Linked DNA regions of Mus musculus: region 1 is linked to region 2. The links are chromatin contacts, called in public capture Hi-C maps. All regions are on one chromosome and are shown on one strand. The core of a region is the stretch at or near the end of the contact, and the rest is flanking DNA. Distances in the headings are between cores, read along the strand shown. Region 1 has its middle 15 kb from the start of Gm31202. Region 2 has its middle 42 kb from the start of Hdac2.

Region 1 (5,172 bases), core at 512-3,011, 360 kb after region 2:
CAATCTAATAGGAGTGTCTTAGTATTTCCATTGCTGTGAAGTAATGCCATGACCAAGGCAAGTCTTATATAAAACAAAACAAAACAAAACAAAACAAAACAAAACACACATTTAATTGGAGCTGGCTTACAGTTTCAGAGGTTCAGTTCACTATCATCATGGCAGGAAGTATGGTAACCTGAGAGCAGACATGGTGCTGGAGGAGTTGAAAGTTTTACACATTTATCCAAAGGTGGAGACTGCCTTCTGAAGGTAGGAAGGAGCAGGAGCAGGCTCTCTTTTCCACACTGGTCAGAGCTTGAGCAGAGGACCTCAAAGCCCACCCCCACAATGACAGCCATCCTCAAACAAAGCCATACCTACACCAACATTGCCACACCCACACCAACTTTGCCACACCTCCTAACAATGCCACTCCCTTAGTCAAGCATATACAAAGCACCACAAAGAGCATATTTCCAAACAAGCTTCTACATGGGTACTTGAGATCAAACTCAGGTCTTCATGCTTGCAGGCAAGAATTTTAAGCACAGCTTCTTCTCCTCAGCACTCCTACCCTCAACTTTTCAGTGAGTTCAGTCTTGTAGAGTCAGTTACAAAGGTGTACAGTAAAAAGGATGGAAAACAATATAGTATTAATTTGACGACATACAGAAAGACAGAAATGTGTATCTTATTAAAATAAGCTACCACAATTCTAGACTATACAATTTTAGGAACTGTAGTCTGCATAACTAATAAAATTTTTTTTTTCAATATAGAATTCTGAGTCTCTTCTGGACTGTGAAGGAGACCTTCTAGAAAGTTGTGTCTGCTGAGACTGATTGACTGATTAGAATTTCAGTGCTATGGAGAGATTTGAATGTTACAGGTCCAGAGGCTAATTACCTTATCTTCGGTTAACTTTACCTGCACACCTCAACAGCTATTCCTTGTGTGCCTCTGTGTCAGAACCAGCATCCTGTGACTAATAGATAAAAGCCTTTGGAAACTATTAATTTAACAGACCTTCTACCAAGCCCAAAGATAACAGTGTTAACAGATAACATCTTTGGTCTATAAAATAAGTTTCCTCAACCTTGCTGTAACCACCTCTCAGATATGCCCACCAATGTATTTTAAGCCTGTCCTGATTTATGACTTTCAACTTTCTGTAAAACTATAAAACTTCATGTAACTGCTTCTAGTTCAAACATGGACTTTGAGGTATCTTAATCTGTGTTTCTGGTCATTCAGAATGGATCCAGAATGAACTAGCTTTTATTCTTCTTAAGAAGGAAAATTGTTTTTTGAGTTGACACAATCAAAGCCAAATTTTTAAATAAATTAAAAATTATTTTTAAATGTAAGAATTGATTATTGATATTAGCTCCCCTAGTTAAGCAAAAGCTATTGACATAGTATGTTAACAAGTATGCATGTCTGTCCTCTGACTTGTGAAGGAATTCAAATATGTTTTGGTGAAGTTTAGTAATAGTGGGGGACTATGGCTATCATAGTATGGGGCCTCCTCAATAACAAGACAGAAACTAAGAAACTTCTATCTCTTTAAAATAGAATGGACCATTTTGCCTCCAGAGGATGTAAATTGAACATGTCTTTGTGTTTTCACTTAGAATTTTATTTCTGTTCTCACACCCCACCCTCCTTTACATGAATATTAAGGTCCAAGGCTTTAGCAACAGGCATTTGGTCCTGGGGGAAGAAAGGGTAAAGGGAAGAGTGTTGTGTATGGCTTTTCATATGTTAATGGTTGATTCCATGGCAACCATTGAAAAAAAGAAGGGCTAGGGACAAAAGGGGCTGCAGGAGAGAGGATGGGGCTCTTTCAGGGGCTAGTAAGAATAACAGCCCAGACCCTCTCCTCTGAAAGATATCTGATGGCCAGACCTCAAAGGACTTTGTCTTAATAGTGCAGAGTCAGTATGTAATTAATGCAGAGTTTTATGAGTCCAAATTTCACCCTCAATGATGTTTCCCCTTTAAAACGTGGAGAATAAGAATCTGAAACCAAGAGGATGTTTCAAATCACTGCTCCCATTGGGACCCACAACGGAGTCTATCCAGAGGACACACTAGACTATCGGCTCTAAGCATCAGACATTTCAGTTTTGAGTTAAAAGGTCAAGGGCTTTTATCTTTGAGTACAAGAAAGCTTTTAAAGCTGGCTGACTAAGAGCAAGCACAGTGGGAATGGCTGTGCTCTCTCTCACATGCATCCTTTGAACACTGTCGTCCCTGATGACATGTTGAAATGGTACAGGACACAGACAAGAGCAGGTCACAGGACACAGAGGACACTGGTGACATTCCATTCCTTGGCTTCCTTGACCAATGAAAAGAATTCCTGGCTGCCTATATATCCTCCCAGAAACATGGTGACATCCTCACATCAGATTCCCTAGTGCGCTAAATCTTCATGTGAACTTCAGTGGTTATACATATGAAATAGCTGTTGTATCTTGCCAGCACAACACACTCTTTCTAGCCCTTTCTCAAGTACTGCAAAGCATTACATTCAGTAACAATGCCAACTTTACCAACTTTCTATCCAGCCTTGTTTTCTTGCATGTGTATTCCTCAGTCTTTGATTGAATTATATTGAATTCCTCTCTCTCTCTCTCTCTTTTTGTCTCCTTTAAATAGTTGCCAGAGACCAGCCACCAGTAGCTGCGATACAGTGTTTTCTCTGTTTCGATAGACACAAGGGCTTTTTATCACAATGGAATGCTTATGGAATTGCATGTTTCAAAAGACACTAAACATGAAAATACAACTTCATTCAAAGTCAGGTTACAATTATGAATAGCAAGGCTACAATGAAGAGAGAGAGAAAGAAGTGCTGGTCTGTCTTTCTTTCAGTGGTTATAAAATGTAATTCATTTTTTTCCCTCATAAGCCTTATGAACCTTACTCCCGCTTTTATGTTATTCAAAACTCTGATGGGGTGGAAAGCACAGAGTTATTGTAGCTACCAGGAATCCCAATATGAGGTCTGACAATATTGTTACCAACATTATATTATAAAGAGACAGTTTCTTCAAAATGATCTTATTTTTGAATGCCTGTTTGCTTGATGTTTGCTGAGTAATATGTGACATCTGATATTTTGGCAACAACACTGAATAATTAATCTATTCATCAAAATTTTTAAAAGTGTTTTTATAGACTAGGACTTGGTCATATTTGATCAGTACATGCTATGACTGGTTGTCATGGAAATGTAGCCTAGTATATATGGATAATTGTGTAAATAAAGAATCATCCCTTTAATCATTTTTTAGTGTCTGTTTGCTTCTGAAATTAAGACTTGATGTTTAAAAAGATACATGGATGAGAGATCAAACAATCAAACAAACAAACAAACAAAACAAAGAAAAGAGATCTGGTTAAATAAAATCCAGTCAAAATAGGAACAGAAACCATGATCAATGTAGAGACCAGTCACATTCTAGCCACACTCCATACAACCCCATCATGATGCTAGATGACAAACATACTGCAAGTGTATTGTCCCCCAAAGTTTTGGTGTGCACAAGAGCAAAACTAACTTGAAGTCTATGATAAGCAAAGCTATTCTGACTTGTTTTAAGGAACAAGACAAGCCCTGAGCACTCCCTCCTCCCCATATGCTCCCCAGATCTATGTAAGGGTACATGGAGACACAGCTAACACATTCTTAAAACAAATATAACATCAAGTCTTCAATAAATACCTTGTATATTATTTTTCCCATGACAAACTAAGACAACTGATGACAAGTCCTCATCCCTGACCAGGGATCTTCTCTAAGGAAAGGGAGCAGCCAAACTTGGCTTGCCCACAAACAGCTGTGCTCTGTGCCCTCTCACATCCACCACATACGCCTGCACACAGTTGCCAACACTAAAGGCCAAAGCTAATTGGCTTGGGGAAAGGAGAGACACTTGTCTCAAGAGTAACCACTGTTTACAGACTTGCCTGGGAAAGGATGCCTGAAGTCTAGGGGACACAATCAGATGTGCTTTTTAGGATGTTTAAATACAAGAGGGACACAGAAGGAGGCAATTATTTGGAAATGTGAGCAGAACCTGAAGGAGAGAGAGAGAAAAGTTACCTTGTGATGGCCAAAAGGAACCCAGACAAGAAGTAGGAACAAAAGAACACATAGAGTGAAGCATGGAATGATTTCTCAGTTAGATGCAGTGCCTGCTTGTACTCTTGAGTCCCTGGGAAGTCAAAGCAGAAAATCATGAATTTTGACTCTAGCCTGGGCTATATGGTACGATTCTGTCTCAAAAAATTAAACCCCAAACCAATCACTGAAACAACAGCAGCAAGCAGAGGTAGGAGGATGAGGAGTGGGGTTGGGGAGGTTAGGGAGGTGGGGAAATGATCCTGCTGCTCGGTTGGAGTAGAGGAGTATGGACCACAGGAGCTGACAGTGGAGCAACCGTTCTCTGGAGCCCCGTCCAACTGTCACTCTGTTCTTCCAGACTTGAACTGACTTGAGAGAATTGTCGATTTTTCATAGTCAAAGCAAGCTAAAAGTGCAACCCAGGAAGAGAAACCCTGCAACAGGACAGTTCTAAGAGGTCTCCTTGGGTGATCTGGCTTCATCCAGAATAAAACGGATCATAGATATGCATTAGAGGAACTGTACATATTTGCAACTGATCACCGGTGAATATAAGCATTATTTGAATAGCAGATCTTAGTAAGAAACAGAAAGGATCTGGGCTTATATTTTGCAAGGAGAACAGTGTGCACAAGTCTCCTGTATTATGAATGTATCAGTCCAAATGGTTTGAGAGTCAATGAAGACAAGAAGATGAGGTGGATGTCTACCAAGAAAAGTGTGTCTTCCTCATCTGTTGTTGAACTTGTCAACCGATGGTTGGCTACACAACAAAAGAAAGGAAACGAAGTTCCCAGTACTTAACCAAAACAATAGATAATAGGACACCTACTGTAAGCTCTAAAGTTAGGATCAGGTCTTTGTTAATTTTCTAATCCAAGGAATAAATTAGAAATTATACACATTCTATTACATGAATCTTAAAAACAGGAAAATCATAGCCCAGAAACCTATAGCACGTGTTGCCAACCCACAGCATTTCAAAGCAGCCTGGCATCAGCACAGTGTCTGCCATATCCTCACAGACTATCTTTCTGGATATGGAATTAATAGAG
Region 2 (5,133 bases), core at 287-2,786:
AAATGTCATTCTGATTGTTATTTAAAATGAGAACGAGATGTTTCCTGTTGGGTTCATTGTGATATTCAAGTAAATGGCTATGTAATGCAGCTAACAAGGTAAGAAGGCAAAGGGTTGTGGAATGGTGTGAGAAAAATGTCGTCCACTTCAGGTGTTTTTATCAATATCAGATGGGATGATTTCAAGCTTTTGTTGAATTTGATGCTTTCTGATTTCATATCAACAGATAATGGTACATACAGAAGCAGTCTTCCAAGGCTTCGTTTCCTGGAGGAAATGAATAAATTTTGGCAAGCTTATAGAAATACTAATTTCCTCGTATTTGACTAATTATAATCTTAAGGAAAAGATGGTCAAGTGGGTCAAGGAAAATGATTACTGTTTATGGTCATAGTAATGTAAATGTTAGAGTGGGAAATTCACAGCCTTCTAAGCTGCTCTGTTGCTTGTCTACTATGCTGCCGCAAGATGGCAGTGTCTCCCTATAGAACAAGGGTTGAAGAGTGTATGTTTTCCAGTAGTCAGTTGTTTAAACACACAGAAGCACAGTGCTAAGGAGCTTCTTTCTTTTCTAGATCTGAGGATATAACCCAGACCTTGCAAGGAAAGTGCCCAACCACGCAACTGAATCCCCAACCCAAGATTCTTTTGAATGTATAGTTTAATTTGGGTTACTGATGGAGGTTTTTCTGTAAATGAGATAATTTTTACACTAATTTCCAAGTTTATATCCATAAAGCACTGTGTCTGATAGCAAATCGCTATTTGAGAATTTTGTAGTTGGAAGTAGAGTAGAACCGCATATTAGAGTTGAAGGAATTTTTATTTTGGCCAGATGTAGAACATGTTAATATACATAATGGAGAGTGGAGAGCTGTCTTCCAGGAACTCAAGTAATATGGTGAAATTGAGATTTAAGGGAACTGGAACACTGTCCCACGGCTGCTGTTTCTGAATCTTTGAATAGAGTTATGAGTGAGGGGTGGGAGGGTGCCTGCCACCAACCAAGCACAAGGCCTGGTTTAGGCTCCGGAGCTCCATAGTCTGGACTGAATAAATGAGGGCGCAGTCTTGATGATAGTCTATTTGTTCATAGTAATTTAAGAGTATTTTATTCTAAATATTGAAAATGGGTGTATGACTTATATGATGTTATATTTTTTTTTTAAATAACAAAGAACCCCCCCCCCCACACACACACACACACATACAAAGTTATTAGCAGATAACAAGGCTGTTCTGCCTTGTGTCCAGTGCTTTGTGTTTAGGAACAAGGCGAACAAACTATGACTGTAACCTAAGTCTATATTTTTAAGTTGTGATGTGTTGGGTTTATTGATAAGTTTCTAGCATCAGTTGTGTATTATCTAACACGTCACCTTTTTCTCTCTTCAGAATTCAATATTTCAAGGGTCACTTCTCAGCCATGTGGCACTCAAAACTCAGAGCTCAAACACTAGCTGTTCACTGAGCCTGCCTGCTCAGTGCAGGTGCGGAGAGGCAGTGAATGTCATCAAAACCAAGCTGGGTGAGATGCCTCCTGTGCTACTCGGCGCTCAGGAGGGTGGACAGAAAAATCAAGTTCCAGGACAGCCTAGGACACAGTAAGCCCCTGACCCAAAACAATAAGCAAACACACAAACCGCGCTTCTACTTGACAAAGGCCTCTTTCTTCCAGAGAGGAAGCCACCAGGAGCCAGCAAAACCAACCACCGATTTGAAAAAAATGAGAAGCCCAACCTCACACTCACAATCCTTCTGCCTCAGCCTCCTGCACCAGCTCGATTTTTTTTTTTTTTTTAACTTACACTTAATGCTACAGGCTGTGTGAGAAAGTCATGTCATACCAACTACTCAAGCAACCCACCCTGGGTAAAGGTCAGGAGCACCCACCTCACGTGTATTTCAGAAGTCTTTTTCTTATTTAAAAGGCTAGAGCTGGGTGTGGTGGCAGGCACATGCCTTGAGTCCTAGCACCTGGGAGGCAGACACCTGTGGATCTCTCTGAGTTCAAGGCAAGGCTAGCCTGCTTTACAAAGCCAGTTCCAGATCAGCCAGAGATATGTACAGAGACTCCACCTCAAAATAAACAAACAGATAATATAATATAATACAATATAATATAATGTAATAAACATGATATACAATAGGCTGGATTTCAGGTAGCTTATAACCACCTGTAACTCCAGCCCTGGGAGTTGATGCTCTCTCCTGAACTCTGCATGCACCTGTAAACACATGTGCACAGACTCATTCAAGACCCACACAGACATTTATAATTAAAATAACTCTGTAAAACCACTTAAGGGGACAAAGTTCTTACATCTGTCTTCCCCTCGTCCTAGTTTAGCACCTACCGCCTAACATTGTTGCACTGGGGGTGAAGTGTCCAAGGCATGCCCTTTAGCTGATAACTAGGAATGTGTTCCCACCACTCCCTGCCTTATACAGAGCCTGACAAACCAGATTCCTTTCTGGACTTTAAGTCCTCATTAGTCCAGAGAGCCAATCTGGTTTGTCACAGTTGGATTTAAAGATGAAATGCTTTTGCCTTTCCTATGCTGTAAGATTGTTATGGCCTAAATCAATAGTATGTCTTTCAATCTTTTCCTCCTATCCCCCACCCCTACCCCAGCCCCACCATGCTGCCCTTGCACGTGTGATCCCCTGCCTCAATCTACTGAATGTTGTGATTTCAGGCATGTGCCACTATGTCCATTGTGTATTGGCAGTTAAGTATGGCATACTCTTCCTTATATCTAAACATTTACTCAATAGACATTTATCTTTTTAAAAGTTGTGGGGCTGGTGAGATGGCTCAGCAGGTAAGAGCACCCGACTGCTCTTCTGAAGGTCCAGAGTTCAAATCCCAGCAACCACATGGTGGCTCACAACCATCCGTAATGAGATCTGACGCCCTCTTCTGGAGTGTCTGTAGACAGCTACAGTGTACTTACATATAATAAATAATAAATAAATCTTTAAAAATGTTTTTAAAAAAAAAGTTGTGATTGGTGGACTATACTGAGTGTTGCTATTGAGAAAATACAAAGATCAGAAAGCAAAATTTACCTGCGCTCAGGGTGCAGGCAAGAGACAGAAGTTTGTAAGAAGATTGGGGTAATTATGGATTGAAAGAGATTGGGGTGAAGGGAGAGAAGAAGGGAGAGGGAAAGGGGAGGAGGAGGAGAGGGGGAGAGCAAAAGTGTGAGAGAGAGAGAGAGAGAGAGAGAGAGAGAGGTCTTAAGCAAAACCTAAGCCCTGCAGGAGCCATGTATTTAGGAAGCAGTCAGCATCCCCAGTTGAGACAGTGTCTGGGGACCGCCCACCTCCTACTCCAGGACTGCGAACTGAGATCTAGACAGTGACAGGCACCCTGCATCTCTGTAGAATGCGAGGACTCACTAGATTACTACCGAGGTACTTGCTTGAAATGTGCTGTCCACTGGAGTTCCAAGGAAAGCAATTCAGAAAAGACATCCCCTGGGAGAAACTAGCAGAGACTGGCTGAGCTGCTCAGAGCATAAAGAGAAGCCATGCTGCTGACCTCTGTGCACTGCAGGGTCCTGGCAGTTGACAGAGGGTGATGCCAGAGCTCTGGCTGGAGAAGTCCAAGAGAAAAACTCTTCATTCTTCCCTCTAGCATCTTCTATCAATGAAGCTTTACATTGTGACAGCCAGAAAAGGGGAAACATTTTAAAGGGTCAAGTTTTAACATTGCAGCAGAGGCAATGAAAGATGTATTTCAAGTAGAGAGCAGTAAGTTGACTGCTGGAATGTTTCGTTTTCCAAAAGGTTCTTTGTACATTGTAGCTATTGTGTACAGGGTAGAGTTCTTATGGTCTAGACCACACCCTCCCTTTAGCCCCTACTGCACAGAATCACTGTGTTGGGGATGAGGTTTCCGAAGTATGACTTTGGGAGGCCATAGAATTAGCTAACAGCTGTGAATGTAAGGTTGGATAGATCCACGTCACCTTTGGCTTTCTTCACTCTTTGAATGCCCTTCACCATCCTCAGCCACTGTTTCCACCTTCCTCTTTGACTGTCTTTTTGAACGTTTGCTAGCAACCTTCCAGCAGGGATTTTTGTTTATGTAGGACAGCAATCAATTAAAATAACCAAGTTGCATGCTCTTGAGGTACATTTACTAGGAAAATGAGCTTGCTGGGTTTTACCGTAGAATGGAAGGAACTCTAAGATCAGGCTTGTTTCAGGGCTGGTGAGGCGGACGACTCAGTGGGTAAAGGCCTCTGCCGTCGAGCCTGAGGACCTGATTCAGTTCCCAGGATCCTCCTGGTGGAAGGAGAGAACCGATTCCCACAGATTGTCCTCTTACCTGCACATATGCACTGTGACATGTGCCCCCCTACACACATGCAAAAAAAGACAAACAAAATGTAATAGAATAAAAGACACTTTTCAGAACATCTGCTTGAAGCCAAATGACATTAGAAAAAAAAAAAAAACAAACTGTGTAATACTAGTTTAACAAGATTATCTTAGCAGCCTGAGGACCACTAAACCTGAGCTCAATTGCCTACTACTTCTGTGATGACATTAGGCATATTTCCTAAGCTCAGTTTCCTTGTCCAAAAGTAGAAACAATACCAACTTCATACAGAACAAGGTTAAACAAGAGACGAATTTATCCCTAGGTCATCTCAAAGTTCCACTAATACACAAAAAGTACATCATCTTTGAAGGATCCAAAGATAAACAAACAAAAAAAAAGTCACAATAAAGGGGAAATGAGCATTCTGGGAACCTAATGGGTGGTAACAGAAAGCACCTGCAAGGGAGAAACCTGGAGGAATCTGTTCCTGTGCCTCCAGAATGACTTAACATGAGGCAGAACACCTTTTCTTTAGCTAGGAAACATAGAACGTCTGCTTCCGTTATCATTGTTTCCAGTTGTATTGGAAATTCCAACAATACAATTAAGCAAGGAGAGAGGGCAATCCATCTGGGAATGAAATGATCCTATAGAAAAAAGGTCAAAGATTCTGACTAGAAAGTTTCAAAGCGGCCAGGCAGTGGTGGTGGCACACACCTTTAATCCCAGCACTTTCGAGGCAGAGGCAGGTGGATTTCTGAGTTCAAGGCCAGCCTGGTTTACAAAGTGAGTTCCAG

Evidence for each region. Capture Hi-C pulls out chosen DNA fragments and counts their contacts.
Region 1: a capture Hi-C map of embryonic stem cells shows a contact between it and region 2, with 2.8 times the contacts expected there. The contact joins two enhancer-like sites. A contact is called at or near these places in 1 of 39 promoter capture datasets (embryonic stem cells) and 1 of 9 other capture datasets (embryonic stem cells).

Annotation. Positions count from the first base shown.
Region 1 is chr10:37,376,385-37,381,556 of GRCm38.p6, forward strand. No RefSeq gene overlaps it. Among named protein-coding and RNA genes, the nearest start is that of Gm31202, 15 kb to the left of the region's middle. Within about 2 kb of position 1,762, at least 46 of the 459 cell types and tissues checked have an H3K27ac peak or open chromatin away from gene starts, as enhancers often do. A contact at or near this core is called in embryonic stem cells, where this site is marked.
Region 2 is chr10:37,013,990-37,019,122 of GRCm38.p6, forward strand. No RefSeq gene overlaps it. Among named protein-coding and RNA genes, the nearest start is that of Hdac2, 42 kb to the left of the region's middle. Within about 2 kb of position 1,537, at least 22 of the 459 cell types and tissues checked have an H3K27ac peak or open chromatin away from gene starts, as enhancers often do. A contact at or near this core is called in embryonic stem cells, where this site is marked.